Linked DNA regions of Zea mays: region 1 is linked to region 2. A link is a contact called in public Hi-C data. All regions are on one chromosome and are shown on one strand. Each heading gives the region's core, a stretch centred on a gene start, on an enhancer-like site or on the middle of the called end of the contact. The rest is flanking DNA. Distances are from core to core; before and after follow the strand shown.

Region 1 (3,962 bases), core at 1,094-3,593, 490 kb before region 2:
TGCATAAGAGTTGTTTTCTGCTCATTATTTAAAAAGTTTAAAACAAGGTAAGCATATATAGGAACTCTCCACCGATCACTGAATGATTAGGCAGGTATAATTCTTTCTCTATAAAAATGCATCAAAATTAAAATAGAAATCAAGTACCACTGGAGATCTTTTGCTGAAATAAGACATACCTCAGGCGAAGCTACACTTGCATATTTAGACCTAGCCCCGAGGCGTAGATCAGGAACACCATCTTTTTCCCTCAAATCCTACATAACATAATCCAATAATGAGATTGAGAGAATGAAATCTTCTATTACCGTACACTACAGAAAACATGACAGAAGAGCTGCAAAATTTCAGTAACAAATAAAGAGCATGAAAAGAATGCAATAAACTATTGCACTCAGGCAAGAAGATAGTGGCAACTAAATAATCGTTTCTAGCAATTTGAAGTGTTATGTGTTACAAAATGGATTCAAAGGAGAGCTCCAAGGAAACGGGGCATGAAAGAAAACAAAGGCCAATGAGATTTACAATATCTTGCATCAAATAGTTTGGCACTATTGTTGTACTGAAGCAACAGCACAAAAGGTGACTAAACAATCCCTTTCTAGCATTATGAATTGGATAAAAGAAAGATCTCAGATGAAAAGGGACATGAAAGAAAGAAAAAAGGCCAGTGAGATTTACAATATCTTGCCTCAGGCCGAACATCAATGAGTACGGCTTTGTCATCGTTTTTCAATAAGTCAAACGCTGATTCAGGTGACAAGTCTCCAGAATAGCCACTGTATGTGAAGAGCCAGTACGTTGTCCTACAATGTAGCCAGAATTAGAAGGTTTAAAAATAAGCTGCAACTAGAGGTTTGGTAGGCAAAACAAAGAAATCTTCCTTTACCCTATTGTCACTGAACCTCCAAGCACAACTGCCAATTGAACAATAGGATCACTTGGATCCAAACCAACATTCTTCTCAACACCTTCAACAACTACATAGACCTGAATCACAGGACTCAGTAAATTTATTAGTGGTTACTTCAACAATGAACTTCTCAGTGGAACATTCATACAACTAGACATGTCTAGATGTTTAGCATCCCACTGAGAACAGTGGTGGAGTTAATGATCAGAACAAGTGACACAGTTAGGGTCTTAGTCCAACGTACATACCTGTTGCAGAGCATTTCCGATTGGTCTCAAGACTAGACTAGCTTTCTCCTCAGACGAGCTCAACAGATCTCTAACATTTGGTGGTAGAGACTCCTTCGCCGACCCATAAGAATACACAACGAATGTGGCAGCACTGCCCAGTGAATCCTCTGCTGCAACAATCGCCTTCCTGAGAACATCAACAGCCACAGTCCCAGCTCCGGCCACCTTCTCGTGCAACGCGCCGGAAGCATCCGTGACCCCTCCGGCGGCCTGTTGCTTACCGGCGTCGACCGACGCCTTGAGCCCACCTATCGCGTCGCGCACCGTCTTCCTCCACGCACCGAGCGCGTCGTACGCGGACAGCCTCAGCTTGTCGTAGGCCTCGGTGAGCGCGTCCTCCGCCTGGAAGACCTGCTTGCCGACCTTATCGATGAGCCTGGCCACGGAGTCCTCGACCTCGGACGCGTCAGACGGGAACGTGCTGGGGAACGGCGCGTCCGACAGGGCCCGCTCCGCGGCGTCGGTGGGAGCCGAGTTGACCACGGCAGTTGCGGCCAGGTCCGCGACTGCCGCCAGCGGCTGGTCGGTGCCCGTGCAACATAGCCCAGGGCTGGGGTCGGCGCTGGGGAGCGGCGGGAGCTCGGAGGCGGGGGCGCCGAAGGCTCGCGCGATGTCGTCCGGCGCGGCGATGTAGGGGGAGAGTATGGAGGAGTCGGCGAGCGGCGGGCGGTCGGGCACCTGCGCGACGAGCGAGTCGGCGTAGGACCTGAGCGCGGCGCCGACGTCCACCCTCCGCGCCACCCGCGCGACGACGTGCGAGGCCGTCACCTGCCGAGCAACAAGGGCAGTCAGCGCCCGGGAAAGCGGCAAATTGGATAAGACCGGTGCGGACCGGCTGATCGCCGGCGGATGTGGGTTTGGGTCTGGTCACGTGAAGGGCGAGGCCGCACCGGGCAGAGGGGGGAGCAGCTGGGCGCGGCGGAGCAGACGGGCAGCAGCATGGCGGGCGGGCTCATCGCGTCAGGGTCAGGCTGCTGCTCCCATCCGGCCGCTTCGTTGCCTCGAGTCGATGAGGGGGGACGGTCGCGGCGGCCGGGGCGAGCTGGTTCTGGTTGGGTTGGAGCTGGTTCTGGCTGCGGCGAGCGGGAGGGCGGGTGTGGTTGTGGTTGCGGACCGAGGAGGTGGTTGATCCGGGACGAGTGGAGGCGGTGCGACGACGAGGCAGGGTTTGGGATTTTGCCGGGATTGCGCAGATTGGTGTTCAGAGAATCGGCGTGTGGTGTGGCACTGGCAGTGGCTCTTCGGCCGTTCGGCGTCGAGGTGGCGGCGGTGGGCCTGTCCCAGCGCTACACGTGCCACATGATCGCTCAGTGTCTATTGGCTGTTTGGTTCAGTTTTTTCTAACCAGCTTTTCCGACAATCTAGCTGTGGAAAGAATCTGGCTATGTAGAGAATCTGATTATCATTAGGATTACGTGTGAAGGAAGATAAAGTTGTCCATGGGGCTCAGGATCTATAAAGTGACGTATTACTACTATTGCGACGACTCAACCGATTATATGTTTATGTTGATTTTGAATGTTTTTACCCAAACGAATTTTATAGAAGTTGGCTGAAAAGCTGAGTGTTTGACAGTCCGCAGCAGCTTTTGGTGGCCAGAAGCTGCGAAAAGCCGAAACAAACAGGGACCTAGTCTACTGGCTGCTTTGAGCTTTTCCCCTGATTGCTGACTTGCTGGTGGTTGCAATGACAACACGTTCGTCAATGTGAAGCATGAAAGTGTTGGCATGTGTACTTTACACTAGCCGATTAACAAGAATCGGAATAAGGTTAATTCTAACTGTCTAACCGCGTCCTTGATCGGGTTATTCTAACCGTTGGTTGCAGTCTCCGGTCAAACGAAGCCATATATCTACTACTCTATAAGGATGTAACGTGGACGTCCATAGGGGTACACCATGCCTCCACCCCCCTCTCGCCACGCCCACCATTCCAGGACTGTTGCACCCCTCCGTGCCCACATGACACCATCCCCATTGTGATATCTTGACCCCTGGGATGGTGATTTCCTGGCCCAAGGCTTAATAGAATCAATAGAGTATTCATACCAACAAGGTGCATTTTCTTTTTCGGAAACATATCTCGAAAGAACCTCCAAGTTAAGCGTGCTTGGCTTGGAACAATTTGGGATGAGTGACCGACTGGGAAGTCTTCTCGGGTGCACATGAGTGAGGACAAAGTGTGCACAAAAGACCTGTGTTGGTTTGTGGGGATGATATATGATCCTAAAGAGCTACCAGGAGTAAGTACCGCCGGTCCAGAGATTGGACGGGGTGGTACAAGTGGTATCAGAGCCGACCCTCAAGGTTTCACGGGCGTGTGTGGGCTAGGGGGTTTGGGTATATGGCGCATGGCGCATGTGGGCCCGGAGTGGTCACATGGCATGGCATATGACGACACTAGACACACAGACGTGGCTAGAGAGGGGAGGTTCCTGGATTGGGGTTGACCGAAGAGGACGTCGGTCTTCTAAGGGGGGTGGATTGTGATCAGGACTGGGCAAAAAAACCGAGACCGAAAACCGAACCCGATTAAACCGAAACCGAAACCGATCAGACCGAAATATCGGTTCTCGGTTGTATATTCGGTTCCCAGTTGCTATAAACCGATATTTGGTCCGGTTCTTCGGTTTCTTACCTCGGTTACCCGATCGGACCGAACATCTGCATCTGATTAACTGATTTAACCATTCAGCATTTCAGCCCATAGGCCATATTCACTCTACGGCCCATCAGCATGCATCCAGTCACCCACGGGCC
Region 2 (4,117 bases), core at 128-2,627:
TAGAAAACCAAATATAACATTCCCTTAAGAGACATGAAAGGGGTTGTGAATCATAGAAATCTAACATCATCTTAAAAACATTAAATGACCAGTTGTAAATTATACAGTTCAAAGTAACAACACATTAAATGACCATTTCGATAAAAAAACATTAAATGACCAAAGGATAAAAGGGTTACCCCAAATGTTGAAGACCATTTCCAAGATTAGCTAGGTCTGTTGTATCTGACAATGATATAAGTGCTTGCTTCACTTATGCAGGTGTATAAATTTATACTTAGTCCATTGTTTTTTCAGAATTCATTACTAATCAGGAATATAAAATTTGACTATTGATCTATGAATTAGCTCATATACATGAAACTAATTGTAAATCATACAAATCCAACATCAGCTCAAAAAAACATGAAACCAATTGTGAATTATATAATTGAAATGAAAGTAACAGTGCATTTAATGACCAGAAGATAAAAAGGGTTACACAAATGTTGAAGACTCAATCCACAGATGTAATCTAATTTGAAGCAAGCATAGAGTAACCATGCAGATCCCAATCTGCGGGACTGCACCGATCGATCTAAACAACCAGTCCCTTCCTAAAGCCATAGTTAGATTCATCCAATAAAGCACAGATCCGACACTCGCTTTGCTAAACCAAAATCACAAAGCTTGAATTTCGAAAAGGTAATATGGTAAATCTTGCAGCTAGCTTAAGCCCAGCGAACACGGCATTAGCGGCTCAGCGGAAGTACCTGCTCGGCGAGATGTGGCAGTCCGCCTGGCGTGAACCTGCCGGGGCAGTGGCGGAGCCAGGATACTTCTAAGGGTAGGGCCGGAGATAACACTAATCACTATGAATTATGAAACTTTCTAGACACTATAATTTTCTCGGTGTCAAACAATAAACATAAACCATGGAATTGGAAACGCGAGGCTCACCATAGACTGCCGGGCTGCGACTGCGCTGCTTGCTGGCTGCTGGTCACGTGTGGCCCCTGGCCCCATGCGCCTGCTTGTTGCGCTGCTTGCTTGCCCGGCCGCCTGCGCTGCGCCTGCTTGCTGCACTGCTTGCTTGCCCGGCCCCCTGCGCCTGCTTGCCCGGCCGCCCGCATGTGGCCCCTGCGCCGGCAGAAGTGACGGCCGGCTGCCCCTGCTCGGTGCCTCAGCTCCTGGTCCGCGCGAGAAGCCCGCAGCCACCACACAGTAGAGAAGCAGGCGAGCAGGCTCCTGGTCCGCGCGAGCAGAGGAGCAGTCGACTAGGCGAGCAGCCCGTAGCCGCCACACAGCCGCCGCCCCCAAGGCCCCAAAGCCAAACCCTAAACCGGTATGCAGCAGCCGCCACCCGCCAGCCGCTCCGCTATGGCCCTATCAACACAGGGATGGGAGTTCCCCAATGGCCCTCGCGACAGTTAGAAGTGTCCAGAAGAATTTGGTGTAGGGTGAAGAATGTCATGTGTTTGCTCTCTGGTCATTGAGATAGAATCGAACGGCTAAAAATTATAAAATGACGTGGCTCTACGGAATCACAGCTTTGCTCCCCGCTCTTTATATATAGAATAGAATATAATAGAATAGCTCTTTATATATAGAATAGAATATATAGAATAGAATAGAATAGCATGTTGTCGCAATAGTATTCGTGTGTCAGTCAAAACTTTTTTAAATTTAACAAGATTTATAGAATATATTAGCAATATTTATATCTTCAAATAATTTTACTAAAAATAGATTTAAAAAATTATCTAATAATACTACATCTGTTCACAAATATATGACGTCGTTGACTTTTTTTTCAAAACTATGATCACTCATCTTATTCAAAATATTTATTTAAAAAAGTAAAATTTTAAGTCACACTTAAACAACCTTAAGTGATAAAACAAATCACAATAAAATAAACGATAACTAAAGTTTTTTGAATAAAACAAGTCTTCAAAGTTTTTTTTAAAAAGTTAATGTTGTCATATATTTATGAACGAATGGAGTGCTAATTATGTATTATAAATATTAATATTTTCGTACATAAATGTGGTCTAAATTAAAAGTATTTTACTCATCGAAAAGTGAGAACGACAAATAATTGTGGATGGAGGGAGTAGAAACCAATATGGACTAAATCCAAATGAACAGGTTGTAGGAAGGTAATAGACTAAAGTCCCGTTTGATTGGTCTCATTTAGTCCATAAATTTGTAAAACGGTAAGACTAAAACAGAGATTAAACTATCTTAGTCTTTAGTCCATCAAGGAGTGACTAAAAGAGACTAAACCATATTGATTCCACATTTGTCCCTCTTTTATTTCAATTGAACCGGAGAATGTTAAGGGGTATTTTGGTCCTCTTATGATTCATTTAATGTGTTCTGAATATTTTTAGTCCTTAGAATCAGACATGGTATGGACTAAACTTTAGTCCTCTAGCTAAACTTTAGTCCTCAGACTAAAGGAACTAAATAAACCTTAATAGTGGTATGTCGAATTATTGGGTCTAAAGAAAACAGATCAACAGCTATATAGAGGTATTTCATCTACTACGCGCTAGCTAAATAGGGCAATCAAGCGAGTGCAACAAATGGCGGAGTATTCTAGCGAGTGGCAACGACAAACAACCTAAAAAGTAATATATCCGGCAGGCAATACATCAATATCATATCAACTTTATACAGTATATTTTCTCTGTTTCTTTTTAGTTGTCGCTGGATAGTGCAAAATTGAACGCGACAAAACAGAGGGAGTACTTGTGAACTGAACATTAGAGCATGTGGATTTTATTGGGATAGGAGTGTTAAACCTTCATTGAGAGGCTGGCATGGTCCTGGCGGAGGAGCTCGGCGAGGAGGTCGGTACGGAGGAGCTGCGACACGTGCGAACGCATGAACTGCTCCAGGCGCGGGTGACACCCCACCGGGGGCAGAGCTGCGAGCCGCTTGAGCAGCGCCACCGCCATGAGGCCCTCCTTGCCCATCTCCTTCTTCCGCCACCATATCGACAGGCTCGTGCTCGACGCTGCAGACGAAGAGCACAGCCTCTGGTGGAGGTCAACATCTGGGGCGGCGGCGGCCCTGGACAGGATTTGGAGGAGGCGGCGGTGATGGTGGCGCGGGAGGAGATGGGAAAGCATTTGGCACTTGCAGTCTGGGACCGACCGAGATTCGGTGAAACAAGTGAAAATGTGAGAAATACATTAGTCCAGATTTTAAGATAAAAACTGCATTAGTGCATCAGTCCAGACTTTCTCATGTTGCACTAGCATTTTCTATTGCGTGCCATGATGGAAATTGGGTTCCCATGCAGATTTGATAATGTGTACATACCATGATGTAGATTGTGAAGCAAATTGGATTACCTGCTTGGGAACGGTACAAGCGTCATGGCTGGGGCCTGTACCGCGGGATGAGAAATACAGCTACGGCCAGGCATCGTTGCTGGGGCGGCGGCCGACGGGGATGAGGCCAGCCGGCATGACGAGGCTGGACGGCGGAGGATGCGGACGGCGGCGCGAAGCAGAGATGTCGTGGATTAGAGTCGAGCTTGGCAGAGTTGTTCGCTTCTGCAGCTGCGATCTGCAATCTACAGAGCGACAAGCACTATACTATTGTCGGCGTTTCGAGACCGGGGGGTCCCTGGACCGACGAGTAAACTGTCGCCGCGTGCCCCAGCCCAGATGGGTCGACGCGAGACGGAGCGCGAAGGGGGGAGACAGGCGTGAGAGGTGGAAATCCCGCGGCCTTCGTGTTTGTCCCACGCCCAGGTCGGTGCGCTTGCAGTAGGGGGTTACAAGCGTCCACGCGGGGGGGAGCGAGCGGCCTCACGCGAGCGCCTGTCCCGTCCTTTCCCCGCGCGGCCAACCCTCTGTAAGAGGGCCCTGGTCCTTCCTTTTATAGGCGCAAGGAGAGGATCCAGGTGTACAATAGGGGGTGTAGCAGTGTGCTAACGTGTCTAGCGGAGGAGAGATAGCGCCCTAAGTACATGCCATCGTGGCAGCCGGAGAGGTCTTGGCACCCGGTTCGTGTGGTGTCGTGGCCGTCGGAGGAGCGCTGGAGCCTGGCGGAAGGACAGCTGTCGGGGCTGTCGAGTCCTTGCTGACGTCCTCTTGCTTCCGTAAGGGGGCTGAGAGCC

The links. A called contact is a pair of places that touch in the nucleus more often than the background predicts.
Region 1: a Hi-C map of bundle sheath shows a contact between it and region 2, with 1.8 times the contacts expected there. The contact joins the promoter of LOC100501574 here to the promoter of LOC100217295 in region 2. A contact is called at or near these places in 5 of 25 Hi-C or Micro-C datasets (bundle sheath, ear, endosperm and 2 more).

What each region holds. Positions count from the first base shown.
Region 1 is chr3:172,892,747-172,896,708 of Zm-B73-REFERENCE-NAM-5.0, reverse strand. It overlaps LOC100501574 (Rhodanese/Cell cycle control phosphatase superfamily protein), which reads right to left and starts at 2,343. Exons shown (of 13, transcript NM_001196265.2): 1 at 2,094-2,343; 2 at 1,162-1,971; 3 at 890-990; 4 at 692-806; 5 at 180-257. The coding sequence starts at 2,159.
Region 2 is chr3:172,403,572-172,407,688 of Zm-B73-REFERENCE-NAM-5.0, reverse strand. It overlaps LOC100217295, which reads right to left and starts at 1,377. Exons shown (of 5, transcript NM_001359581.1): 1 at 940-1,377; 2 at 753-820. The coding sequence starts at 1,005.